Regions from separate parts of the Mus musculus genome. Here all the other regions are linked to region 2. The links are chromatin contacts, called in public Hi-C, HiCAR-type and promoter capture Hi-C maps. All regions are on one chromosome and are shown on one strand. The core of a region is the stretch at or near the end of the contact, and the rest is flanking DNA. Distances in the headings are between cores, read along the strand shown.

The links. Promoter capture Hi-C pulls out the DNA fragments that hold promoters and counts their contacts. A called contact is a pair of places that touch in the nucleus more often than the background predicts. HiCAR-type assays count read pairs that join an accessible place to other places.
Region 1: a contact with region 2 is called in a promoter capture Hi-C map of hippocampal neurons, with 6 times the contacts expected there. The contact joins the promoter of Nr2f1 here to the promoter of Arrdc3 in region 2. A contact is called at or near these places in 3 of 39 promoter capture datasets (cranial neural crest, hippocampal neurons and liver), 2 of 484 Hi-C or Micro-C datasets (cerebellum and cerebral cortex) and 3 of 115 datasets of contacts at active chromatin or transcription factors (astrocytes, embryonic forebrain and large pre-B cells).
Region 3: a promoter capture Hi-C map of pre-B cells shows a contact between it and region 2, with 9 times the contacts expected there. The contact joins the enhancer-like site here to the promoter of Arrdc3 in region 2. A contact is called at or near these places in 3 of 39 promoter capture datasets (the C10 cell line, hippocampal neurons and pre-B cells), 2 of 115 datasets of contacts at active chromatin or transcription factors (astrocytes and embryonic forebrain) and 1 of 9 other capture datasets (liver).
Region 4: a contact with region 2 is called in a HiCAR-type map of astrocytes, with 2.8 times the contacts expected there. The contact joins the promoter of C130071C03Rik here to the promoter of Arrdc3 in region 2. A contact is called at or near these places in 4 of 39 promoter capture datasets (cranial neural crest, embryonic stem cells, hippocampal neurons and 1 more), 6 of 484 Hi-C or Micro-C datasets (brain, cardiomyocytes, cerebellum and 3 more), 4 of 115 datasets of contacts at active chromatin or transcription factors (astrocytes, embryonic forebrain, forebrain and 1 more) and 1 of 9 other capture datasets (adipose tissue).
Region 5: a contact with region 2 is called in a Hi-C map of rod photoreceptor, with 18 times the contacts expected there. The contact joins the enhancer-like site here to the promoter of Arrdc3 in region 2. A contact is called at or near these places in 3 of 39 promoter capture datasets (cranial neural crest, embryonic stem cells and pre-B cells), 3 of 484 Hi-C or Micro-C datasets (embryonic stem cells, olfactory sensory neurons and rod photoreceptor), 4 of 115 datasets of contacts at active chromatin or transcription factors (embryonic forebrain, embryonic hindbrain, forebrain and 1 more) and 1 of 9 other capture datasets (adipose tissue).
Region 6: a contact with region 2 is called in a promoter capture Hi-C map of pre-B cells, with 6 times the contacts expected there. The contact joins the promoter of Mef2c here to the promoter of Arrdc3 in region 2. A contact is called at or near these places in 2 of 39 promoter capture datasets (the C10 cell line and pre-B cells), 3 of 484 Hi-C or Micro-C datasets (B cells, cardiomyocytes and uterus), 5 of 115 datasets of contacts at active chromatin or transcription factors (astrocytes, embryonic forebrain, embryonic limb bud and 2 more) and 1 of 9 other capture datasets (liver).

Annotation. Positions count from the first base shown.
Region 1 is chr13:78,196,942-78,201,410 of GRCm38.p6, reverse strand. Nr2f1 (nuclear receptor subfamily 2, group F, member 1) reads left to right here and starts at 2,538. Exons shown (of 3, transcript NM_010151.3): 1 at 2,538-3,291. The coding sequence starts at 2,838. It overlaps A830082K12Rik (RIKEN cDNA A830082K12 gene), which reads right to left and starts at 3,394. Exons shown (of 3, transcript NR_045195.1): 1 at 3,189-3,394.
Region 2 is chr13:80,881,600-80,885,652 of GRCm38.p6, reverse strand. Arrdc3 (arrestin domain containing 3) reads right to left here and starts at 2,231. Exons shown (of 8, transcript NM_001042591.1): 1 at 1,724-2,231. The coding sequence starts at 2,003.
Region 3 is chr13:83,647,790-83,651,802 of GRCm38.p6, reverse strand. The region is part of intron 6 of Mef2c (myocyte enhancer factor 2C); the gene reads right to left. It overlaps Gm52044 (a long non-coding RNA gene), which reads left to right. Exons shown (of 3, transcript XR_003950630.1): 3 at 1-4,013. Among named protein-coding and RNA genes, the nearest start is that of Gm52044, 13 kb to the left of the region's middle. Within about 2 kb of position 1,787, at least 70 of the 459 cell types and tissues checked have an H3K27ac peak or open chromatin away from gene starts, as enhancers often do. A contact at or near this core is called in pre-B cells, where this site is marked.
Region 4 is chr13:83,718,963-83,723,459 of GRCm38.p6, reverse strand. It overlaps C130071C03Rik (RIKEN cDNA C130071C03 gene), which reads right to left and starts at 2,079. Exons shown (of 4, transcript NR_152245.1): 1 at 1,805-2,079. Gm52046 (a long non-coding RNA gene) reads left to right here and starts at 1,805. Exons shown (of 2, transcript XR_003950632.1): 1 at 1,805-4,497.
Region 5 is chr13:83,743,035-83,747,142 of GRCm38.p6, reverse strand. No RefSeq gene overlaps it. Among named protein-coding and RNA genes, the nearest start is that of Gm51268, 6.2 kb to the right of the region's middle. Within about 2 kb of position 2,087, at least 154 of the 459 cell types and tissues checked have an H3K27ac peak or open chromatin away from gene starts, as enhancers often do. A contact at or near this core is called in embryonic forebrain, forebrain, olfactory sensory neurons and 1 more, where this site is marked.
Region 6 is chr13:83,521,912-83,526,051 of GRCm38.p6, reverse strand. It overlaps Mef2c (myocyte enhancer factor 2C), which reads right to left and starts at 1,309. Exons shown (of 11, transcript NM_001347575.1): 1 at 972-1,309.

The DNA.
Region 1 (4,469 bases), core at 1,289-3,788, 2.7 Mb after region 2:
TCTCGTTCGTTCGTTTGCTCTTTTCCTGTGACTGACTTGTCCGCACTAACAGCCGCCCCACAACAATATGAGGAGTTACAAATGCTTTATTAATAATCATTGAAGCATTGTTTGGAGTTTGAGCATCCTGGGAATAAAAATGATGAAAAAGGAAAAAGAGGATTGATTGGAAAGTTTATTTTAAGATCATCTTTGGGATGAATAGGAATCATCGATTCGGATCGAATTTGTGGCAGTAGCTGCAGTTTCATGTGTGTGCTTTGTCGTAATTACGCCTCCGAAACTATGATATACTTCAGATTTTTAAATGAGGAGGCTTTTCATAATTATATAAAATGAGCGGGATACAGACTAAGATTATATTGAATGTGAACTAAGATTCTAAACCAAGTAGACTTCACAAATCATTAAAATGATGGAGTTTTTTTCCTCATTAATTTTTTTCTTAACGTTTTCAGTGCCACTCCTTACGCTCATAAAACCTAATTCTGAAAAGTTTTCATAAGATATACAGTAATTTCTTTCTCCTCGTTTTTTCCCATCACAACGCGTTCTCCCCTCATCATCCCTTTCCCCTCGTGTGTGTGTGTGTGTGTGTGTGTGTGTGTGTGTGTGTGTGACCATACACGACCCATACTAATCAGGTCTCAGAGTAAATAGCAGCGCAGGGCGATCTCAATGTAAATTATGCTTGTCAGAAGCACCCCCCCCCTCACTTTCTCTTCTCCTCCCCTCGACATCCCAGACTGTAGGTAGCTGGGGGGAGGGGAAAAGGACTTTCCAACCAATGGCGTGAAGGAGGCTTGGCTAACCTTAGCCTCCCATTTTCTCTCCCCCCCCCCACCCCCCATTCAGGGCTCTGACCAGTCAGTCGCCTTTGATTATCAGTTGCCAGCAGCCCTTCTCTTGGCTCCTTGACACGAGCTCCATATAAGGCAGAGATCTCCATAGAAACGTGTCAGTTTCAATAGTAGTGTCAAAGTTCACTATATACAGACATTCGCGCAGATCCCCCTTTCGGAAACATTGCTCTGAGTGTCCTCCCGTTTAAACGCATTCAATTTTTTGGTCCCTCTCCTCTCCTCTCCTCTCCTCTCCTCTCCTCTCCTCTCCTCTCCTCTCCTCTCCTCTCCTCTCCTCTCCTCTCCTCTCCTCTCGCCCCTCTCTCCCTCCTCTCCTTTCTCTCACCCACTCTCCTCTTGCCCTATCTCTCCCCCTTTCTTTTCCTTACATATTCTACTAGTTGTCGCCCTTCCTCTTTCTCTCCCTCCTTTTCTCTTTCACTCCTTTCCTCTAGAAGAGAGAAGACTAAACTTGAAAAAAAAAGGAGGAGGAGGCACCCCTCAGTATTCTTCTTATCGTTATTATATATATATATGTATGTATATATATATATATATATATGATTTTTTTTGGAGGGAGGGTGTTGGTTCCCAGCTGAAGAGCACTTATTTAAAATACTAAAAAAAGAACATTTTTGGGCGATCTCCAGGGTTTTTTAACTAGCTCTGTGTGTTATAGCAGAAGAAGCAGAAGAAGCAAGAAAGAGGAAAAGAAGAGGATTATTTATTCGACCTACTTTGGATGTCTCTCTCGCTTTCTCTTTTTCCTTATTTTCTCAAGCATTTTCTTCTGATTTTTATTTTTTTCCTATTTCGCTGTGAATTCGTCGCTGGCGTGAATTATCTCGTATTTTTCTCCCCCTTCCGTCACCTCCCGAAAGAAGAAGGCAGAGAGAACCCGGCGCCACCCGCACAACAAAAAGAGCAAAGTGTGTGATCTTCCTCGCCGGCTGCCTCCCGCTCTCCAGCGCTGCCTTCCTGAATGGCTGGCTGCGTCCGGCCCTGGACCTGGCCCCCAGACACCCGAGCGCCCTGATCCTCGCCGGCAGCTTCGTCCCGATCCTGCTCGACTCTCCCAGCTCCCCGCACTCTTGAAACCGGGCGAGGGCTCCCGCCAGGACAGCGGCGGCGGCACGGGCAGCACCGGCCTCGGCTCGCTCTCGGGCTGCGGCCCCGACTCCGGCTCGGACTCCCGCCCGGGCCCGGGCTCCTCCAGCGGAGCACGCAGCGGCGGCCAGCTCCTCCAGCAGCGTCTGCAGCCGCGACCTCCTCCTCCGCGGCCGCCGCCGCCCTCGCCGCTTCCTCTATGTCGGCTCAGCCCGCGCTCTGCGCGTAGCCCCAGCGGCCAGCGGCCAGCGGGCGGGCGGGCGGGCGGGCGGGCGCCCGGCGCGGGTGAGCGAGTGTGTGTGCGAGTGTGTGTGTGCGCGGGGGTGCGGGCGAGGCGGAGGGCGAGAGTGTGCGCGCGCCGTGGCCCATGCCCGCCGCCCCCGGCGCTGCGCCCCGCGCCGCTCCCGGCTGCCGCCTGTGCCATTTCTGATTTTGCAAGTTGGGGAAGAAGAAAAAAGCGAGAGAAGGGAGCTCGCTCGCTGGGGGGTGGGGAGGGGGGAGAGAGAGAGAGGCCCCCCCAGGAACGGAGTGCGGGGGGAGCGGGCGAGGGGAGCAGGGGTGTTGGGGGGGGGGAGCCTGAGAGCCTGGGGGGGCTGCAAAAAGAGAGAAAGAAAACAGCAGGAACCACAACAAAACGCCAGCAGGGCGGGCGGGCGCGCAGCAGCAGCGGGGCGGCTGAGGCAGTAACGGCGGCGGCGGCGGCGGCGGCGCAGGCAGAGGCCGGTGCCCGGCTCGGGCTCGGCTCCGGCGACCCCGGGGCGCCCGGTGGGCCCCCCGCCCCCTCCCCCTCCCCCCTTCCCCTTCCCCTTCCCCTCCCAGCGCGCCCGCGCGCCCCGCGGCCCTCGGCGAGCAGCTCGGCTCCCCCCAGCGCTCCCTGGGCCCAAAGATATGGCAATGGTAGTTAGCAGCTGGCGAGATCCGCAGGACGACGTGGCCGGGGGCAACCCCGGCGGCCCCAACCCCGCAGCGCAGGCAGCCCGCGGCGGCGGCGGCGGCGAGCAGCAGCAGGCGGGCTCCGGCGCGCCGCACACGCCGCAGACCCCGGGCCAGCCCGGAGCGCCCGCCACCCCCGGCACGGCAGGGGACAAGGGCCAGGGCCCGCCCGGTTCAGGCCAGAGCCAGCAGCACATCGAGTGCGTGGTGTGCGGGGACAAGTCGAGCGGCAAGCACTACGGCCAATTCACCTGCGAGGGCTGCAAAAGTTTCTTCAAGAGGAGCGTCCGCAGGAACTTAACTTACACATGCCGTGCCAACAGGAACTGTCCCATCGACCAGCACCACCGCAACCAGTGCCAATACTGCCGCCTCAAGAAGTGCCTCAAAGTGGGCATGAGGCGGGAAGGTGAATATTTCTTCTCTGCTTCTCTCCCTGCGCTTCGCCCGCCTCCCTGCTCTTTCTTTCTCTCTCGCCTTGGTGCCTGTGGCTGTGGGGATGGGGCTTCTGTGGTCCCAGCCGGTCCGGGCTTCCCAGTCTTCGCTGCTTTCCTCCCCCAGCGTCCCCCCCCCCCCAGCTCGCTGCCGCTGCCTCCCCCTCCCGCCCTGCGCTCCTCTCCCCGGCTCCTCCACCCCGCCCGCTGCCTGCTCAAGATTGTGTCCCTGGGATCGTGAGCTGTAGCTTAAAAATCCCTCCCTTCCTCTGTTGGATGTGCTCCGTGTGTGTCTCGTTCCCGCTTGTGTGTGAGGATGCTTGGGGCTGTGCTAGCATGAACTTGGGAGGGGTGATGATTTTCTGCAGAAAACCGTTTCTCTCCGTGTGTGTTTTTGTTTTTTGGTTTTTTTTGTTTTTCCCATTCTACTTTCTCCTCTGCCTCATCGTACCTTTTATTTATAATGGGAGAGGACTGGGGCTGGAGGACCCTGAACCATAGATTCATTGCTGCCACCATCCTTTAGGAAGCTTAGCTTGGAAAAAGAGGAGTGAGATTTATTGCACTTGTAGGTCTAATTAGGGGGGAAGGGGGGCTTCTGGCCTGTTCACTGGCTCCCTCTCCTCTTCAGGGATCTGGGGCCGCCTCCTCCCGAGCTGTGGCCTTGTTTTCACCCCTATACTTTGAAAGGAAAGTTTGTGACTGAACCCTGCTTTCATAGTAGTGTCATTTTTAAAGCTTGATACTCGTTTTATTTCTTCATCAAACTCCACCCTCTGCTTAAATACTGCATACAAATTACAATTTACAACGGCATTTACCGATCCTTCTGATCTGGCTATAATGCACAGACTGCAGCTGGCTTGAGCTTCTGCATCATTTAATCGATGTGTGAGATTTTTTTTTTATTAAGCACAACTTTTGATGTTTAATTTGGATATGCTTCATATTCATGTGGCATGAGATGGAACACTTTTCTTACAAATATATTTAGCGGTTTATAGTTAAAGTTTATCTCCTGGCAATCATTAAACATATCTTATAGTCAAATTAGTGAACCAGTCAATTTCGAAGAACATAGATTACTTCTTCTTGTAATTGACTTCAAAATTATATTTTATATGCCACAAGAAAAGAAATTGAATTCCTTCAG
Region 2 (4,053 bases), core at 982-3,481:
CCAATCCAATCAACGCCTGGCATCGCCTTAGCAACAGGCTAACAAACGCTGCTCCGCCTATCGCCGGGCGCCTGGGGCGGGCGCTCAGCTACCAGGCTAGTTTGAGAGCGAGCTGCCAGTTTGAAGTCATTGAAACTATTCCAGCCCTGCGAGCCCGTCCACGCGTAGCCAGGCTTGCCGGGGCACCTCGCAGGGTGCAGGTAGTTATCCTAACCGTGAGATCGTGGTGCAATGGATCAAGTGTTTGTCCACAGAACTCTCTATCTATACCCCCCACTACAAGTCTGAACTCTTCGAGGCAAAAGTCTTTGTCTCTTCTTATTTCATTAAAGGCTGCAACGTCCAAGCAGGCTCAAAAGCAAATTCATGTGCCTGCCCTTTTTTTTTTTTTTTTTAAAAAAAAACGAGAGCGCTGTCATTAGGCATTGTACGCCCCATCCGTGTGGACGCTGCAAAAAAAGAACTAGGGAACCATTCAGTATTTGGAATACCCTGGTGTAGGTGCGTAAACCCTAAGAATTGGCTTCGCCTTCATATTTAAAAGACGATACATTAATTCTGTGTAACTTAAAGCATCCTCCATTTCCCACTTGCCTTAAGTTCAATTAACGTCTCCCTAGGATGTACATTTTAGATATTAAAAAAAAACAAAGTATTCCTCTATCTGAAAAGTCGCCAGTATTTGCACTAAAATACTGCATTAGAAAGGAGAAACAAATTACATAACCAGTTTTAACATTATATTCTTCTTGGACTAGGAATTAAGTCATCGCCACCACCTGACGCGTGTAACCAATCTGCTGAGAGGAGAACAAGCGCCCCTCCTCACCATCCCCCAGAACTGGTCCGAAACAGGATTGAACCGCTTCTAACAAAGGGTGGAAACTTAGAAAAACAAGCTTGGAGTCGCCTGTATTTCCACAATGTAGGCACTTAAACAACAGATTGCAAATCTCAGGACCCCTTCTCCCTTTGACAATGCTTCAATCTTCGTCTTATACCCCAAACCCAAATCCGATGTGTCATATACTTTTCAATTCCATCTGTCTGCCATGGGTTTCATTGAATCCACGTTCCAAAGTTAGACATGATGCTCCGAGAAGAAAATCACTGACCCCGAATGGCTTCTAAAACTGACTTAATAGTTTGCATAATGATAGACATTATTCTTTGAAATAAACGATGCTTGATGTACATTTTAAAGGGAATTGGGAAAAATAGGGGGAAAACACGTGGGGGTGTTGGTGCCATATGTCAAAATAAGGGATGGAAGCCCTTTATCAAAGAACAATAATCAAGTCCTCAAAGTCGTTTGCACGTTAATATCAAAATCAGATACATCTAGCAACCTTCTTAAATGTCACTACAGTTCTTTATTGGAGCTCATTTCTGTATCTAAGATTGTAAAATAAAGGAAATCCAATATCGGACTGCAGCTTTTGCAAATGAATTTGAAAATATTAGTAAAACGACGGAGTCACATTTAAACACGTTGTAAGGTGCGTATGGCAGATATGAAGCCGGTTACAGATGTAGTTAAGTGCAGTTTGCACTCACTTTGCAGACGCCTGCATGGATTAAGGCTTAACACGCTTGAACGTCAAGGAGAAACTACAGCTTCTAAGTTTGCTAACCTTTAACAAACTGCCGATTAGAACTGCACTAAATGAGATTAAAGTTCTCATGCAAAGAAGTCGAATGTAGTGACTAATTAAAAACTTACCTCTTTCGTGCCCAATTAAGATGTCTTTATGGTTGAAATATTCTACTTCTTCAGTGTAATTCTGTGTATAGGCAGTATTGGAGCCGGCGTTTCTTGATTCCGTCCACCGTACTTTCGCATGTCCTCTTGCGTGAATTTTAAGAGATTTTACTCTGATCTCCCCGGTAACTTCTAAATTTACCCTTCCTGAGACAGTGTCCCCGCTAGAATACACGGGGACATTACTGTCATTAAGACAGTCAAAGCTTATTGTCAAACTCTTTACCTTTCCCAGCACCATGATTATAACAAAATCTATAAAAATATAATGTAAGACCAAAAAAAAAGTCAAGATCGCATATAAGATGTGATCTTCACTTAACACTGATGGGTGTCTTTGCCGTGCAAGAAAAAAAAATCATGCAGGCAGGATCAGTGATTGTCTACAAATAGTTCATTGAGATTTCTTAAAAAGTCAGGGCAGCAGAGAAGCCGCTGCTCCACGCTCCTGCTCGTCTCAGTGGTCTCCTTACAAAGACGGGCGGCTGGAGGCTGCCAGCTCACTTTAAGAGCAGCTTTGTGAAAAACAACCCTAGTGCGCAGGCGCAGGCTGCGACTGCGGCCAGCCTTCCAGCGCGCTCCCTCCCGCGCGGCGCGCGCCCGGCTCTTGCCGCACGCTCCCGGTACAGTAGGTGTGGAGCGGGCGCCGCCGACTTCGGTGCATGGGCCGCTGCGATTGGCAGGCGGGCACCCCGCCACCCCCGCCACCCCCGCCACCCCCGCCACCCCCGCCACCCCCGCCACCCCCGCCGCGGCCGCAGCGCCGGCCCCGCACGCGCTCCCGGAGCTGAGCAGAGGGACCCGGCGGCGCCAGGCCAGGAGTGTGCGCCTGGGCCGCGGACCCGGAGGACGTGCGAGCCGTGGGGGAAGGGGAGAAACCAGTTGGGCAAGCGGTTGGTGGCCCGAGTCTGAGCTAATGAATTTCAAAAGAAACGTAATAAAAAGCAGACAAATATTGTTCATAGAAGAAAGCGTTGTTGACTTGGATAGAAATAACAAAAGCAAGCAGGACTTTGTAGGCTGGGTGGCAATGGACTAAGCCAAGGCCTGAGGAGCCAAAGAACAATGCTCCAGGCAGCTCCCGTCTTCAGCTCCTACAGCATCAAACCCAATCAAGTTGTCTGTGTAGTGTGTAGGCCTGACCACTTCCTCGAAGGGAGAAAAAGTCCTTTTTCAAGACATCACCTTTTGCTCCTTTTGCAGGGAATGACTCGATTACAACTCCTGTATCAGGAATAAGAATAGAGCTCACACCCCTAATTACCACCTCATAAGAGGCGGTTTGAACATAGTCATTTAGCTGACATTGTTTACAACAGACTGAAAAGCCTTAGGAAAGCATATAAGGTGGTTTTTGGTTTTTAAGTATGATTTGTTATATAAGTGAGGCTTAATTTTGTTAAGCCTTACTTTTAATTCAACATGCTAATTGCCGTGCTGCATCTTTAAATACAGGCACATTTCTCCTTTTTTAATGCCTTGAGTAAAATACTCAGTCATAAACATCACCAGGATTTAGGGGGTAATAGATCATTAACAATCAACATAACCTCATAACAGGGCTATGTTATAAAATCCTGTATTATGCCTAACCAAAAAATGTGGGGGGTTGGTTGTCCATAGTTAAACATTAGATTTTTTTTTTGAATGATAAATCTGGATAGGTCGAATCACAACAAACTAAACACATTCATCTTGCTGTTTTCTTTATTTAAAAAAGAAAAAAAATCTACATGTTTAGTTAGATTGAACTTGACACTTGAACTGAAAAAAAAAACCTAAAATATAACTATGTGAAGAATAATTACTGGAAAAGCCAAGAAGAGTTTAGCTTTTTATGCATAAAATTACACATCTGTGTATTTGGTCCGGGGTGGGGGGTAGGGGCAACTTTCTTCTCTTGGTTGACACCTGGTGGATAATCCAGGTAAAGTGTCTAACCCTTGGGCTAAGGGTTGGTAACAAATACTATTGGTGTTTTTCTCCCCCTAGTGGTAACAGCCACGTCTTTGCTAGAATGTCAAGTTTCCTTCAGTATGAGGTGGATTTCAGCATTAGACACCACAGAAGATTGAGCAAGGAGTGGAGTTAAAAGTGGGCACAACGAGAATTTACATTATTTTTTAAATTTTATTTATGTATGTATATCTATGTAAGAGCACGCATTGTGTGTTCTGGAACCTGTTAAGCCAGAAGATCGGTGGCCTCAGACTCCCTGTTACTGGAGTTATAGATGTGAACGTGGCTACGTGGGTGCTGTGAACTGTATCACATTTCTGAAAATTAAGGAT
Region 3 (4,013 bases), core at 538-3,037, 2.8 Mb before region 2:
AAACTAGCCAGTCGTCTTCCAAGTACCATTAAAGGAGATGGTTAATTTTATTGTTATATTCATTATTACCATCATTATAAAACACAACTATCTATTACTCTTAGAAGAAGGAGACCATGTGCTTCTCAGCAGGAAGGCAAAGGCAGCCTTGGAGGGCTCTGAGATTTCTTTGCAGTTAAGCAATGCACACTTATGGAACATGTACAAACAAAAAAAAAAAAACCAAGGGCAAAACGGTTGTAGAATAATATAGATTATATGTTATTCAATATCTATGGGAGAAGAGATTACCTAATGCAAGTTTAGGAAGAGGTAGGAACTAATGTGTATTTCAACAAATGAGAAGAAGAGGTAAGTTAGGCAGCTGACTTCGGTAACTGGGTAAGAGGCAGGCTGAGGGAGGATTTTACCCAGCATCTTTAAGAAAACTGGGAGGGATCTGCTTACAAAGGAGCCAGTGAAAACAGGGTTCTCTTCGTAGGTGCTCTTTGGAGAAGATGGTCAGTGGGGACTTCCAATTTTATGATGATATGTTAGAAGTAGAGACTACCCAGTTTCAGAACAGTGATAGAAACTGGTCCCTGAATGGTTAGACATCTGCAACACTGGAAAGGGTGGTCTTGGAAAAGCCTATGTGTATGGATCTTTCTTGAGTCTATGGCAATAGCTTCAGAAAGAAAACAAGGAGTTGGGAGGGGAACGCACAAGCATGTTTCAAAGAGATACTTACAGAAATGTTTTGCTATGCCAATACTAATTGTATGAAGTCATGGTTTCATTATGACATGCTCGCACACTTACACAATGCACTTCAATATATTCACCTTCTCTTGTTCCTTCTACCCCACGTTGGCTCCTTTCTTCCCAAACTGTCCCACTGGGGACTCTCTGAATTAAAATATATTTGGGTCATGTGGTCCAAAACACACTTATTCTTCATATCCAATTCATTTACCTGCTTTGTTTCATGAATAAATGAATAGGCTGAATATATAAAAACTCGCAAGGTTCAATCTTGCAACTGGATCATGGTAAAAATTAACAAGTATCTTGAGGCAAAATGAAAATAAAACAAATGAAACATCCCCAAAACAAGTGCCAACTACAAAGTCGTTGTTTAAGAAATTTGCACCGAATTTGAATACAAATTAGTCTTCTATAATAAAACATCAAGAAAAGTTGCTAAATTATAGCTAGGAAAATATGTCAAACCCCAAATTATCTGTTACAGTTAATTTGGACAGTGTTTGATGGTAAAAGTTCTTACTTGAAACAATACATTTACCCTTTCTCACTAAAAGAAATATAAACAAATCGTACTCTGTAAGAAAGATAATGGGTGAGTTAGGCTGCACAGAGGAGTTCTGTGTTTAATGGGTCTCCTTGGAACGTTATTTTGTGTTAGGGCCTTTAACAGAATTGTAGAGTCCCTACACGAAAAGGAAAGGAGGAGACCAAGATATCTGCAGCATGCATTCCTGCCTGCTGAAGTTTGAGTGCGCGCGCGCGCACACACACACACACACACACACACACAGACACACACACACACACACACACACACACACACACACAGACACACATCACAAACATGTTAACCCTCTGTGAGATCTGGTTTAAATAAACAATCAAATGGAAAGTTAGCCAAGTAATTTCAAAAGAAGAAGAAGAAGAAATGTCAGTTAAGCAGGGCAGTGAAGCCTGAAAGGATGAGAAACTAAAATCCTGCCTGGGTAGATGCTGGTGCTGGTTTGCATGGAGCAGTAATTCTGCTAAAAGGAAGTAAAACCACTTCACGACATGTGCTGTCCTAAGATAGGACAAGCACGGGGCCAGTGTGAGAAAGTGGAGAGCTTCACAGAGGCTGTGCAAAAAAAAAGTCTCTTCAAAAACATTTTCTATGGTAAACTCAGAGACAGTCCAAAAAAAGCCCCAGTCTTTCTGCCCACATTTTAAAACAGCGCTTTGGAGCGGCAGTGAGCAGGGGAAAAGGAAGCACACATACGTGGTTTTCCACTCAGTAAACACCTCAGAAGCAAAAAATGGAATCAAAAGCATTCTATGTCTCTCTTGAAATATGTGCTGCTATTTGGAAATTACACCATTTTAGAAGATTAGTTCCATAGTTTTAAGGTGTCATGTACATGTTAACCCTGTGTGAGATCTGGTTTAAATAAACAATCAAATGGAAAATTAGCCAAGTAATTTCAAAAGAAGAAGGATAAATGGCAGTTAAGCATGACATTTTTACACTTATATTTTCGGAGCATAAAATTATTTTTTATGAACAAATAAATGCTATTTTTTATGAGTGAATTTCTGCTATTTTTAGAATATTGTGCCAGCTAGCATTTTGGAGAAGTATAATAACCATTTCTGTTTCCAGCCACCAAATTGTTATTCTTTTGGCATAATATAGATTCAGGAATGTGAGACTGTGGACCCTAGACCAGTGATATTGAAACCTATCATTTGGAAGTCAATGATGAATGCATGTGTGTGGCTCATTGCTAAGAAGAGCCTGCATTTAAGTTGGCTGGGAAACCGCAGCCTCCTTTTCGCTCAGAATGCTTTGGCCTGTGTGGAGGCTGAGGGCCCACCTTAAGATAAATTCACCAGAGAGCATGGCCACACTTAACTTCAGGGACCCAGGAGGTGGGAAACACCACCTCTCGACAACCTTCTAATATACAGATTCAACTTTCTTGATGCTATGTTTCAAAATTATACTCTACTGGGACAATTATCAATTTAGACGTGACCGTATGCAGATGTCACATTCTTCTGACCACTTGAAAGGACAAAAATTATAACGTATGGTAAATGGATTTCCTGATTATACATTATAGGAAAATGAGGTACAGAGTGACTTTAGAGTTCAATGAAGCTTTTATAGTTTCATTTGATTAAAAATATTGTTTCTTATGAACCAATTTAGGCTTTTATGATGTAGTCACGTGAAGGATAACAGATTCTACCTCTGCTCCTACAAGTGTCTAATAAACAATGAAAGCAGTGTAAATAGTCAAGATTTCAAATATAGTGGTAATTTTTCCCCACAGTTAACTTAAAAGCACTTTTCTGCCTTTTCTACTTCATTTGATTTTACTCACTCCTACTTTAGGAAGCTGTAAATTTAGAGAACACCCTCCTGGCTGCAAACGTTATGAGGCAGGTTCTTGGCTTTGTTGCACAGTGCTCTGTTGAGCATGCTCTCCTCTGAGCCCATAGGGCCACAACTTTCTTGGACGCTTAGGCATTAGGAGCCTTGTCATTTATTCTTTGCTTGTTTTAACTTTCAATTATAAATAAAAGCACATAATATTTATAAGCACAAAGCTGAAGCTAATATTTGGGCTTGTTAATTCTTGCTCTCTTCCTTCCATCTCTATATTCTACAAGATACCAAATCTTGTCCAAATTTCTTATGAAAAAAAGGCTGCTTGCATTTTTTATTTTTAACCTTTTTTTTTTCTGTAGGCTTCAATCCCCATTTGACCAAGTCTTTCAAAGTCCTTCAACCATTCCTTATTTTCTGTTTGAAGGACTTCTCTCCATATCCTAAATTCAGCTCCGGTAAAGTCTGAGCTGTATGCAAGCTTCTTTGTACATGTGTGATGTTAGCTAGCACACTTGGGGACATCATTGTGTCTAGTTCTGATTCTCCAAGTACTGTTCAACACAGCTGAATCAGTATACCTGCCTGTCTCTCATGGCTTTCTATAGTCGACTCATGATGTCTAACCTAATTTCCAATGGCCTCCATCAGTCTCACATCCTCTGAACATGCCTGAGTCTTTGCTCTGTTAATTCAAGGACTGGCAGTGTTCACTCTCCTGTTTCATTCAAATTTGTCTTTTAAGGAGAAGCTACAGTGGCAACTGTTTCATGGTGCTTTTCAGATAACTTCTGTCTATATTGCACTAACCCTACTCCAAATTTCTGCTGCAATTAGAGGCAGTGATACTACGTGGTGGGTCATTTGTGTAACATTTCATATATTGGAGAAACAT
Region 4 (4,497 bases), core at 830-3,329, 2.8 Mb before region 2:
AAGTGGAACGTGTGCTTTAAAATGGTGGAATTTTTTGGTGTTTGCATGCAAACCAGTGCCAACAAGTCAGCATATTATACCCTGGGTAAAGGAAAGTTGCTTGATTTAGAACAGAAAATTAGGTCAGCATAATAATTCATGTCATAAAAAAACATGAAAATGTTTGCTATAAAAACATAGATGTGAGTGGTCATTGTGATTAGTGTGAAGGGTGGAGACAGAATCCTGGTGTGTTTTGGTCTCCCTTGATATAACTCTCTCTTTAGTACAGAATTAAAGAAATGAAAACAGACTGAACTACTAGATTGGGACTGGGCTCTTTGTCACATGCCCATGGTCTACTGTCTCCAGAGAAGGCACAGTTATTCCATTCCCTGCTTGTTGAGTAACATGAAGAAACGGATGCAAGGGTGGCAGTATTGATCAGAAAACATTACTCTGTGAGAAGGAGACTGGTACATTTGAAGTCTGCTTAAATCCATAGTTGGTTGTCTAGGGAGGGAGCCTTTATGTGTATGAGTTGGCAGTCTGAGGGAATGAAGCTCTGAGGAAGAGCTTCCTAAGTCAGCTCCCATGGAGAGGTTCTCCCAGAACACCTGTGTGCATCTACGCGGAGGTGTGTGTGTGTGTGTTGTGTTGTGTGTGTGTAAAACATTTGATCAAAAAATACATTCATAAAATTCTGCCTTGTTATCTATTGGAACCAGGTATCAAGGTCATTAACTGCCCAGGACTCAGCATCCTTGGTTTTGATGGCTTCTTTCATCTCTCTGGCTCTTTACTGTACTTCTTTTCAGTAGGGCGAGGCTGAATTTTCTCCTCCTCCCTTCTTGATTCTGGCAAACAAAACCATTCTACCACTTGAGCCATCTGCCGCAGGTGTAATGGATGGCAGGGGGCCCCCCCCGACCTAACTACACCCCAGTCTCTTCCAGGTCCTCACCTCTTGGCACCAAACAAATGAGTCCTGTTCTGCCGCTAGGGTGCCAAGGTGAATGGTGGGTGCTGGCTCCAGCCTTTGGCAACACTCAGTGCTTAGAAACTAGAACCAGCTGACAACACACGCAACAGACAGGCACCCCCCCACCCCAATCTGCACACAAATGGAAGATGCATACATAACACTTAAAAGCCTTTTTGATTCCCTCTTAATTCTTGGTAACTTCGAGCTGTCTTACTCATTACATATAGACGTCCCCCCCCCCCCCGAGTGTGTTTGCGTGTAGGGGGCACGCACGAATGTGCGTGTATATTTAAATAACGCTTATTGGTAGGTCAGCAGCAGCTGATCAGTCATGGTGATCCAATAATCTTTTTGACTACATACGAATTTTCGTTAAAGTCATTCTTTATAAAAGGAAAATAACAATATCCTGTACAATCTAGGGATCCTAGGTTAGAATCGAGGGGATAGTAGAACCAAAGAGCGCCCACCTTGCCAAACTTTCCCTTTTAAAGGTCTGAGAGAAGAATACTTTCTCACTTCCTGATACCAAAGCGTCACTTGAACGAGGGTATGTAAGGAGCGGAGGTGCAGGTCCGCATAGGGAGAGGGCTCTAGAAGTCACAGCCGTCTCGGATGACCTTAGCAGGTTGGGAAGCAGCCCTAGGCGGGAGCCTGAGCCACAAGCTAGCTACAAGGCGCACTGGCACCCATTTATTCTGGAACCCTTACGCTGTAGCCCTTCCCCGACCTTCACTCCATCCCAGTTTTAACCGCTGTTTGATTACCACCAGACTCTCAGATTTGGGCGGGGTCTGGACCCTTCCAAGTGAGAGCTCTTCGGGCCCCCAGAGTACTCACCTTTGGCGAGACCTTGGCAAATCACAGCCCAGAAGCATCAAGTTTCCACTCCCAGATGTACCAGAGTCCCTCCTGTCTTCCATTCACAGCAAGGCCTCTCTCTCCTCTCTCTCTCTCTCTCTCTCTCTCTCTCTCTCTCTCTCTCCCTCTCTCTCTACTTTCGGAAGCAAAACAGCTTGGTTATTCAGAGGAGGAAAGAGACACGAAAGAGTGGGGGAGGGTGAAAGAGAGAGGAAAAGAAGGGAGAGGGGGAGAATGGAGGTTGAAGAGGAGAAGAACCAGAAGATAGTGCGGGCGTTGGTAGAAGAGGAGGAGGAAGAGGTGGAGGGATGGGAGGGGTAGGGTGGAGTAACAGAAGATGGGGTGGGATGTGACCGCCAGGAATAAATTGCTCCCCACCCAGCTGCAGTGCGACGCCCCCAGCGTCTCTGGGGAGCTGGTGCGTCAGCTCCGGACTGGCCTAGGCGGGGCGGTACAAAAGCTAGCACCGCAGGACCCCCTGCGAGGGCTTCCACCCAGTTCAGCCAGCCCACGAGGCCGCTTCCCCAGGCAGCCTCCTTGCTCGGGCGAGGTGACTCTCCACGGCCTTCAAACCCTCCGGAACTTTTACTTCAGCCGGGGAGCCTAGCCATCCTGTTTGGTTTCAGAAAAGTGCGGAAGCCCGCAGGGCATCCTCACCCTCACTGGCGGCTTAACGCCGTGGCCTGAGCGGCTGCGGTCGGTTGAGTCCTGTTCCACCTCCAGCCCCGCTTTCCCAATGCCCGGGTTAAGCGGAGCCCCGACTCTCCGCTTGCCTCTGGGCATCTCTGCCTCTTCTATGCCCTTTCCTCTTCTTTCTTTCTTTCTTTCTTTCTTTCTTTCTTTCTTTCTTTCTTTCTTTCTTTCTTTCTTTCTTTCTTTCTTTCTTCCTTCCTTCCTTCCTTCCTTCCTTCCTTCCTTCCTTTCTCTCTCTCTCTCTCTCTCTCTCTCTCTCTCTCTCTCCCCCCTCCCCCTCTCTATATGTGTGTGTATTGGTGTGTACGTTTGTGTTTGTGCTCACGCGTGAACGCATGTGTGTATATAAGCGCGCAGTGCACGTTCTGAGCAAGAAAGAAGGTAAAATCTGGCACAAAAGTAGTTTTGGTCTCCTGCATCTTGAAGACAGGAGCAAGTTAAACGTATTTGACATTACATTTCGAAGTTTAAAAAAAAAAAACGAGGCTGGAGCACGACGGATCATTTAAACTGAGGTTTTACACTGCAAGGATCATTTATTATTGTTAAGTAAGATGAAAATAAGCTGAAAATGAAAAGCAATCAGTAGGGCAGAAAACAAGATATTTTGCCAACCGTCCGAAGTTGGGAGCGGTTGGAAAGGTTTTCCTGAGTAGGAACATCCAGGGTGGATAAAGGTGGAAGCCACAGATTCACACAAAACCGCTTCAGTACGTGATGGGATTAGAAATGGGACCGTGCTTTCCGACACAGACAACCCTTTAGTTCTCTGTTAACCGCATTAAACCAGCCCCATACAATGATTTCATGGACGCCTTTAATGCACAGACACGGGGGAGTCACGGAGGGTGCACGCGGTCGGTTTGAAAAATTCATAAAGAGAAAAAGTTTTAAAACATCGATATCTAAACACTCGAGTGCGTTTTTTCTCAGACAATCATACCTAAACACAGTGAGCCCCCCCCCATCTTCATTTCCTTGCTGATCTCTAGATGCGACCTTGTACAGTAGGCCGCTAGGTTCCACATAATTCTACTTACATTCATCTGAATGGCGCGTCATAAAATGTCAGAGGGGGGAGGAAACCCTTGAGGGGCGTGGAGAAGAAGCCTTTTATTAGCAATTATATCTTCCAAAGCTGTTTAATTTCAATAATAGCAATGGTGTCGCGGTAACCATCTCCTTTCTGCCATTACAGTGAGACTACCAAATGGATCGCAGCACTATGGGTGTGTATACTTAGTTGAGAGGCTACGATTGCTGGACTTTATGCACGTATCATAGGGCAGGAAGAATTTCCCAGGCATTATTTTGTTTAGCACCTGGTATAAGGACTCATTTACCTCCAAATTTTATTTCAGGATAACAGTTAGAAGATGTTGCTGATTTATGCCTACCGTGGGCTTAAAGTAAAATGGAAAACGAAGTTGGTTTTTTTTTTTTAAATTAAGTTAGTTGAAGGCAAATAAATATATTTTCCTTGAGCAGAACGAGCTGGCTATGAACTATATAAAGTGAAGGTCATATTTCACCACCCTGTCTGGGATTTTCAAGGTTGTTTAGGAGAGCACAAACAAGAAAACAAACTAAGAGCACAGAGCCAGAACCCAGCCTGTGCGTCGTCGGCATCACGCTGCCTAGAACAAACATCCTGGCTACAGCGGTGCCCTCCCAGACTTACAAAGCTGCATTGATATGGATCCGGCATGCAAGGATAAAAGTTCACCATCCCATAGCATCTCCCAAACATTGTGAAGTGAGTGTTTGTAGAAGGACAGCATTCAGACTGTAGTGCAACGACAGGCCAGAGATAGAGCCTTTATGATATGTCATCATTTAACAGGCGAACAATAATTAACCACCTTTGCCTGTTGAATACTAATTGTAGATGTTTGGCTGCCTTTGTTTGAAATTATGAGACATTGCCAGAGGAGGCAGAAGGGTGTGACAATCATAGGTTTAGATTACAGATGTTTAAG
Region 5 (4,108 bases), core at 838-3,337, 2.9 Mb before region 2:
GTGGTTAATTTGTAAAGTAATAAATTTTATTCTATATGTTGATAGATTTTTTTTCTCTAAAAGACAAAGATTTAAAAGATGCTATGATTAATATTTGGCAACTTGTTTCTTGTAACATAATTGGGAAAGCATTGACGTTTTACCGTTTTGCTACTTCTCCATTCTACCTTCCTTTGCAGTGCTTCCTTAGCCACCATTTTGCAGGTTTACACCAGTTTTTACAGTGATCAGTAACTACAGTTATTTTCAATCTCACACTAGCAGTTAATGATAAAAGACAAACATTTTAACCTTGTTAAAAGCAGGGTTTAAATTTTTTTAAATGCCCAAAACTAATCTACAGTTAAAAATTATCCTGATAACTTGTTTTTTCAAGGCATATGCCTACTAAAGAAACTCATAAACACAAGGAGTCTGCCAGACAGCTACTTAGTGACAGAACCAGATGGGTATTGTTAGCTGTTTTAATAACGCAGCATTTTTTGAAGCATTTTCCCAGGGTTATTTCTAATTTGCCCTGTCATATAAAAGTCACAAACTCCTTTAAAACAATAATCAATTTGAAACTTATGTCAAGAGGTTATTAGTAATACTCTGATAAATTTACCTTTGAAATACTACCCTGGATTATCTTTTTCAAAGTAGCTGGCCTTGGCACTACAAATAGACCGGCAACCAGGAAGTCATCATTTTGGGGGATCTGAAAGCCCCACCCCCACCCCACCCCATCCCACCCCGGGCATACAACAACTTTCACACCTGTGGACAACAAAATGAAAACTGCTCTACAAGTTGGCCAATACCCTTCGATGTGTGTCATTATTATCACATGAACAAGCACACCAGTGTGCTTAGGACTTCTCTTGGTGGTCTTGCTCATTTTCCAACAGTAAGACCCACCATAGCCTTCCAGGACTATTGACTGTCACCTAAAGCAACATTTAAAGATGCTCCTATTGTCTGCCCAGTTCACTCATCCAAGGCCTCCCTCTTTTTTAGGATCATCGAAGGGTCTAAGACCCGGACCTGAGCCAAGGGAGGTGGATTTAGGCCAGTTAGAGTTAAGATGGTATCATTAGCTGCGCACAGCGTGACTTCCCCTTAATCCTGTCTGCATCTTACAACAAGTTTAAATGTCCATGCATGATGTTATTAACTGGCTTTAGTAAGTGCTTAAGACCCCGATTTTTTTTTAAAGTAAACTCTGAGCAAGTTCTACTGTATCCACCCAACAGAGATAAATAATTGCAGCAAATCTGATGCTGTGAAGATGCCCCAAGTTCCTGTTGGTTCGTTGGTGCGACTCCTGGAGAGGTCCTAAGTGGGTGCTCCCTGAACCCAAGTCCAGGACCACCCTGTACCAATTTTTTCTGATGAGGGTTGAGGGATCCTTTTCTGTCAGCAGCAACCCACTAACTTAAAAAAAAAGTATGAGGAGATAGAGGGGACACAATCATGAAACCTGAACTATTGAGGGCAAGGGTAAGCAGAGGTAGAAAAGCTCAGTAGAGAACCCCTTTAACCCTAAAGAGCCGACCAGACAAGTAAGAGGCTCTGGGGCAGAAAACATCTGCCTGCCAGAAACCCTTGTCCAAAATAGACTAACCCCCAACACCACCCTATCCGCAAACACAACTCAAGGATTCCTAAGCAAATGAACACTGGAGAGGCACAAGCAAGGCCAGGACCCTGGTAACCTGCCAAGGGACAAGCAAATCACATTCAGCATCCCCTATAGATGCTCTCAGCCTGCCGGGCAGAGGAGGGGCGGCCTGGACTACACAGCCCGGTGGGGTCTTCAACCTTCCCGCGGCGGGGTGCGAGCACGTGAGCTCCGCGAACCAGGGAGACTTCCCACCCGGTCACCCGAACCTCAGCGCGCCCCTCGCCTCTCCCGCGCACCAGCCGGGAGCGCGCGCGCCGGCGCACTAGCTCCAGCAGCTAGGGCAGCCGGTCTCCCGGGAAACACCAATCAGACGCTAGCTTTCTGTCGCCCGCCGCGAGTAGCGGCAGCTCAGGGAGGACTCAGGCTGTTGGCCGGTGCTGACGGGCCTTGTGATGCCCAGCGGCGAACCTGCAGCCTCAGCCATTGCCACTGCCTGGCCCAGCCAGTTCTGCAGCCAGTCACAGCCTGCTGTCTGCTCCATACACCGCCCACACCAAGCACCTTGAGAGGCGAAGCCTGGCTATTTTTAGATCTCTGGACTGCGTTGTGCAGACTCTGAGCTAAAATCCAGTCAAACCATCAAGCCCGATATGGTTCAGAACTCCCTGTTTCTCTGAATAAAGTCGATTATCTGTACTTTTTAAACTCTACCCCCTGTGGTCTGGCAGTTGGCTGCAAAGCAGAAAGCCACATGCTTGTACCTCAAAAGATGGCCATCATCTTTCTAAGGTAGTCTACTAACTCTGGCCTGCAGCCCTGTTTGAGAACAATCAAATATTCCTTAGTAGCAATCACAACTATATGCTTTTAATTTCCATTCAGTATTTTAGGTTAATTTCACAGGAAAGTAGAGCAGAGAAGGTGAAATAAGTTCTCTAGGCAAATAGGAATGGATGATTCTGCTGCGGCTTGTTTAACTTGGAGGGGGCGGGGGGGGGGCGGTGAACAGAATAACAGGATAACAAAGCCATCCATTAATCCGGAGACACTGAAGAACGGCCTTACATGCTCCATTGTTGTAAGATCTATTTAACAGTCTCAAAGTACTGGTAAGACAATTGACCTAGTATTACAAATATCTTTTACTGAACAACTTTAATTCTAGTTTTTAATCACAAGGGACATTTATTCTTTGTCGTTCATTTCACAGCCACCACCCAGAATCCAACATAACATAGTGTGTTTTATTTTAGCAAATTTAGGAAAATGTGAGTCACTGGAGGATATAAAATGACCTCCAGGAATAGTTGCATATGCCTTTAATGCCAGCTCTCAAAAGGCAGGCAGATCTGTGAGTTCAAGGGTAGTCTGGTCTACAGAGGGAGTTACAGGGCAGCAAGAGCTATACAGAGAAACGCTATCGAAGAAGAAGACGGAGAAGGAGAAGGAGAAGGAGAAGGAGAAGGAGAAGGAGAAGGAGAAGGAGAAGGAGAAGGAGAAGGAGAAGAAGGAGGAGGAGGAGGAAGAAGAAGAAGAAAAAGAAGAAGACGAGGAGGAGGAAGGGGGAGGAGGGGGGAGGAGGGGAGGAGGAGGAGGAGGAGGAGGAGGAGGAGGAGGAGGAGGAGGAGGAGGAGGAGGAGGAGGAGGAGGAGGAGGAGGAAATAAGTATCAACGTTCTGAAGCCACAATGGTATTTCCACAGGTTACGCATAGGAAAACAGATGTGCACATCGTTTTTATTCACTATCTAGCCACTTTGTTCATTTTTATTTTATTTTATTTTATTTTATTTTATTTTATTTTATTTTATGTGTATGGCTATTTTGCTTGTAAGCTTGTCTGTGTACCACGTCTGTGCCTGGTGCCCAAGAAGTCTGAAGAAAGCATCAGATGTCCTGGAACTGGAGTTACAGATGGTTGTGAGCTGCCATGTGGGTGCTAGGAATTGGACCTTGGTCCTCTGGAAGAGCAACAAGTACTCTTAACCAGTGAAGCATCTCTCCAGCCCCCATCTAGCCACTTAAAAAAAAAAAACACCCTTTTAAACATAAAAGTTCTTAAAATGTTTACGTAGTCTATGAATAGAAAGTGGTTTTCAATTTGAAATGTAAGCATTCTCATCTCATTATTTAAATGAATTTTATATTATCATCAAACAACACAAAATCACATTAGAATTTTACATATTTTCAAATAAGAAAGTCATATAAATTCTTAAAATAAACATAAAGAACACTATTAATACAAAATGTAATGCTTTAAGAAGACCTGAAGAAAAGCTATTTTGAAAAAAGCATTCCATTTTTAATATAAATAGTGTATTTATTTTATTATTATACATATTCATAGCAACTTCAGAAAATGAAAGGCACTGAAAAACATACTCATGCCTATTTTGCCAAGATTATAGACATCTTCTATATATCTATGTTTTAACTTCTATTCAATTTCTATCTTTGTTGTTGGGTTGGATTTTTTTTTTCTGTGTTTAATGATATATGC
Region 6 (4,140 bases), core at 60-2,559, 2.6 Mb before region 2:
AACACATCACATCCATTTCAAAAATGTGAGGGAAAAGGTTCATAACCATAGCATCTAGAACAGTACAAAATGGCTCAGACATAACAATTTCCTTAAGAATTGGTAGCCTTGCTCTGGAAAGGAAGTCACATTAGCATTGCACTCAAACACTTGCATAATACACAATAATACAATAAGCAATGTGCTCCGTCTCTATAGACTTCCTTTACGGCCAACTTTGTCACTTAGTTTAGTAACTTTCATCCAAAGTCCAAACAGAAGGCAGGCTAAGTGACTTAGTTTTGTTTGTTTTTAAATAGCTTAATATTTCCCTTGATCTAAACAACAGTGCACATGCTGAAATGCAAACATGAACTGTGCAATGCACAGACTACCATGGCCAGGGCAACTGCTTCTGGTCCCCACCAATTAAACTCTTTCAAGCCTGCACTTTGATGAGGGAAGAGGATGCACAAAAGGTGGCCTCTGGCAGACAGCCCTGCTTTAGCTTAAAGTCATCCCAAGGACTAGTGGCTCAGAATCCAAACCCAGGGAAAACCAGTCTTTGGGGTAACTCATAGGAACATCTTTCCACAGTGAACTAAGAGCTAAATTTTAAGACAGCGACTTCAAGGTCACAGAACAGTCTGTGAAATCCTAAAATACACTAGTATCCACGTTCTCCACCCTATCAAACATGCTAATGACAGGAACTAACTTCTTGAAACTTTAAACAAACTGATGTGACAGGAAGAGTCAGATGTGAATTCAATAGCAGATGGCAAACGGATACTACTATCTAAAAAGTTACTTTCAGACACACACAAGGAAATCGTAGAGTCTAAAGAAAAGAATGCACAACAAGCCTTAACTTAAGCCTTCCAGAAAGGAGTTGGATAGATAGACCCAGTGCCTGGAAGAGATTGGTGCAGATTTCAGAGACAATACACAAGCTATTTCTATTCTTTTGGAAAAATGTCAGAGGTACTTACATGAAGGAAGACACGACCAAATTAGTCCTTGGAATATTTTCCTTTCTTAAAAGAGAGGAAGAGAAAGAAAAAAAATAACAATAATCTTTACTTTGTCCAGCCTTGAAGTGCTTCTCCACTTGATTCAAAGCTGCAGGCACGGCGACCCACACAGAACCTTCAAAGTCAATCCAATAGCAGCCCGAAGATGTCTGGGTGTACGCGTGTGCTCAAGTGTCTGTGACTGCGAGGCGAGCGAGCAGAGAGCTGGAGACGAAGTGTGCGTGTGTGCGCGCGCGAGAGGGGGGCAAGGGGGAGGCGCGCGCGGGCTTGCGCATTCGCGCGCGCACCGAAGCCGCTGGAAGAGGAGGAGGAGAAAGAGGAGGAGGAGAGAGAGGAGGAGGAGAAAGAGGAGGAGGAGGAAGGTGGAGGAAGCGAAGGAGGAGGTGGAAGAGGAGGAGAAAGTGGTTGTCTGTGGCCGGTGGGATTAAAAGTAACCAGACTCGTCCAGAAAACTGTGTCCAGGAAGGAAGTGACTGGAGACGAATGGGAAAAGGAGAGCAGCTCATAGCCTTAGATAGGTCGTGTAAAAGAGCGGGGGGTGGGGGGAATGTAAGGATACTGGGAGGGGACGCGGGGGCGGCAAGCAAGACGGAGCACACGGGGCTGGGGTTCTAAGCAGCACGTACGCTCCGGTGCTACCCCTGTCCCCCAATTCATTTTATTCTTGCCTTTGCCTGGCGCTGCCTTTTCCTTTCCGTTTCTCTATCCCAACCAGCCCAAACCGTTGCCTCTCCTCCCGAGCTGGGGAAATCATCAGTTTCACTCTTGCAAAAGGGGGGCGGGACTAGAACCTCGCAACATTTTAATAAAACAAACATACTGCAGCTCCCTCCTCACCCCTCCAGTCTCAACTAGATTGATAAATTACTCCACTACACTACTTTAATTATGTATATGGTATGCAGAATAAATCACTGAACATCAGTACCTCAATCAAGCACTTTTAAATGATAATTGCATCTTGGTGAATCAATCTTTCCATTCCTGACATTTTGCTAATTTTAGTTTTACGGTGGGGTAATGGCACATGCCATACGCAAACCTAATGACAATTCTTTATTGCATGAAAGGGAAGACAACACGGGGAGCGGCGGCTCCCTGCCTCTCTCCCCGCCGCTACAGAGGACGCTAGGCTCCTGCGCGCTCGCTCCCCCGGGGAGGCTGCAAGCCAGCTAGCAGGAAAGTCCTTCTGAAGTCGAGATCTTCCTTCTGACCAATAGGAGCGCGACCCTAAGAGCTGCTCTAGTGACTCCCCCCCCCCCCGCCCCCTTTAGATTCTCAGTAGCCACTTCATCCTTGCTCCGGTCCGCGCGCGCCTCCGTTACTCACGCGTAAAAGCCACGATCCAGGATGTCTGCAAGCCTCGATCCCAGCGTGCGCTTCCTGCCCGCCCAGAATGTATAAAGCTTTTGGCCTTGAGAGTCAGGAGGGCTAGGCTAGAAAGTGAGCCGAAAGGATCCTCCAATGTTAGTAATAAATTAATTACAAGTTTTTGAAATCTCGACTTTATCCCCGGGCCATTAACTTTCGAATCAATCTGGACAAATTTACTGAGAGGACAGCTTCCTCGGAGAATGCCCCCTCCTTCCCTCCACACCTTACTGGACTTTATCCAGGTCATTAGCAAGTAAACCAAAAACAACTTCCCAAATGCATTAGGCTCCCCTGACCGATAGATAGCGGGTGACTTCACTTATCCTGAAGAGTTTCAGCTGCACAGGAAGCAGGAGCAGACACTGATAAGAACTCTTAGGTTAAGGTTTAAGCTGTCGAATAATTTTCCATAGTAAAAATATAGGTTAACAAAGAATTGATACTTAGAAAAAAAAAAAAGGTACTAGATATCACGACCACACCTAAAAAGCTAAAGATTAAATATATCAACTATATACAAGTCAACCCTATGCATTCTCAAAATAGTGAAAGATTGCATGCCAGGAGTACTGTAGCTTGTGTAAAATATGAACATTTAATTTTTAATACTATGATTAGAGGAAGAGAAAGTTCACAGAGTACTATAATGTAGAAGATACAAGAGTAGACAATAGTAGCCCATAGAAATATCTAGCTAATTAAAAATATTTTCGAAAGTATATGTTTAACCCAGTAACTGGCTGAATTTCCCGGGAAGCTCTCCAGTAGGCCTGCAGAGTACTATTTTAATGCAGAGGGGCATTGTGCTTCAAAAAAGCCTCCTGCCTCATTGTGCTGTTTGAAGTTAGTAGCTTCTATCAGAGCAGTGGACTCAACATTTAAGCACCCTCCGAAGGAAGGCTTCATTTGAAAGCAGAAAGTTGTTTTTACAGGCAAGTTAAACTACATGGGAACAATCTTCAAACCTCTGGCTCCTTACCACTGAGACTATTAATTAGTACTGCGATTTTATTACAGGAAAGCATGACAAGCTGTCACAGAGCACAAGCTTTGTGACATGGTGGGTTTTTTGTTTGTTCTGCTTTTGAAAATGGTATCTATGCTATATTGTATTTGCTCCTCTTTCACATAGCAAGTGTGACTACCATGAGTTTATATAAACAGAACGGCATGTTTAGAGGTACAAGCTCTGAGCTTAGACATGCTGCATGCTAAGGCATACCTAGATATGGTGATATAAATAAAAATTTAGATTATTTTTAAGGTTTACAAAGATCCTCACAGAGCAAACTATAAGAAGGACCAAGAGAACTTATTCTCATAGTGCTTTAAATTAGTATAATGAACTATAATGGCCTATGTTACATGACAGAATTGATATAGCCAATACATGAATTCAATAATGCTCTTCTCCTTAATTATAGACAAAGTTTCTACTTACCACAGCACACTTCAGTTTTGATTTATTTTCCTTCAAAAGGAAACTTTTATTTTTCCCCACCAGGTGTCAAAGAATTGTTTAGTAATAAGTATTGTAACAAACCCGTATTTATCAACAATATTGTAAACATTTAAAAGTATGTCCAGTCCAGGTGAGGATGATTTGAAACTTTGGGTCTGGAATGTATTACAGCTGGCCTTTGAAAAGATAAGAGTTCCCCCTTTGTATATTTAGCTTCTTAATGATGTGTGAGCAAAGTTAAGATTAGTGTTAGTTTTCCTCACAAACCTTGTAGCTGAAGTGGAAAATAAA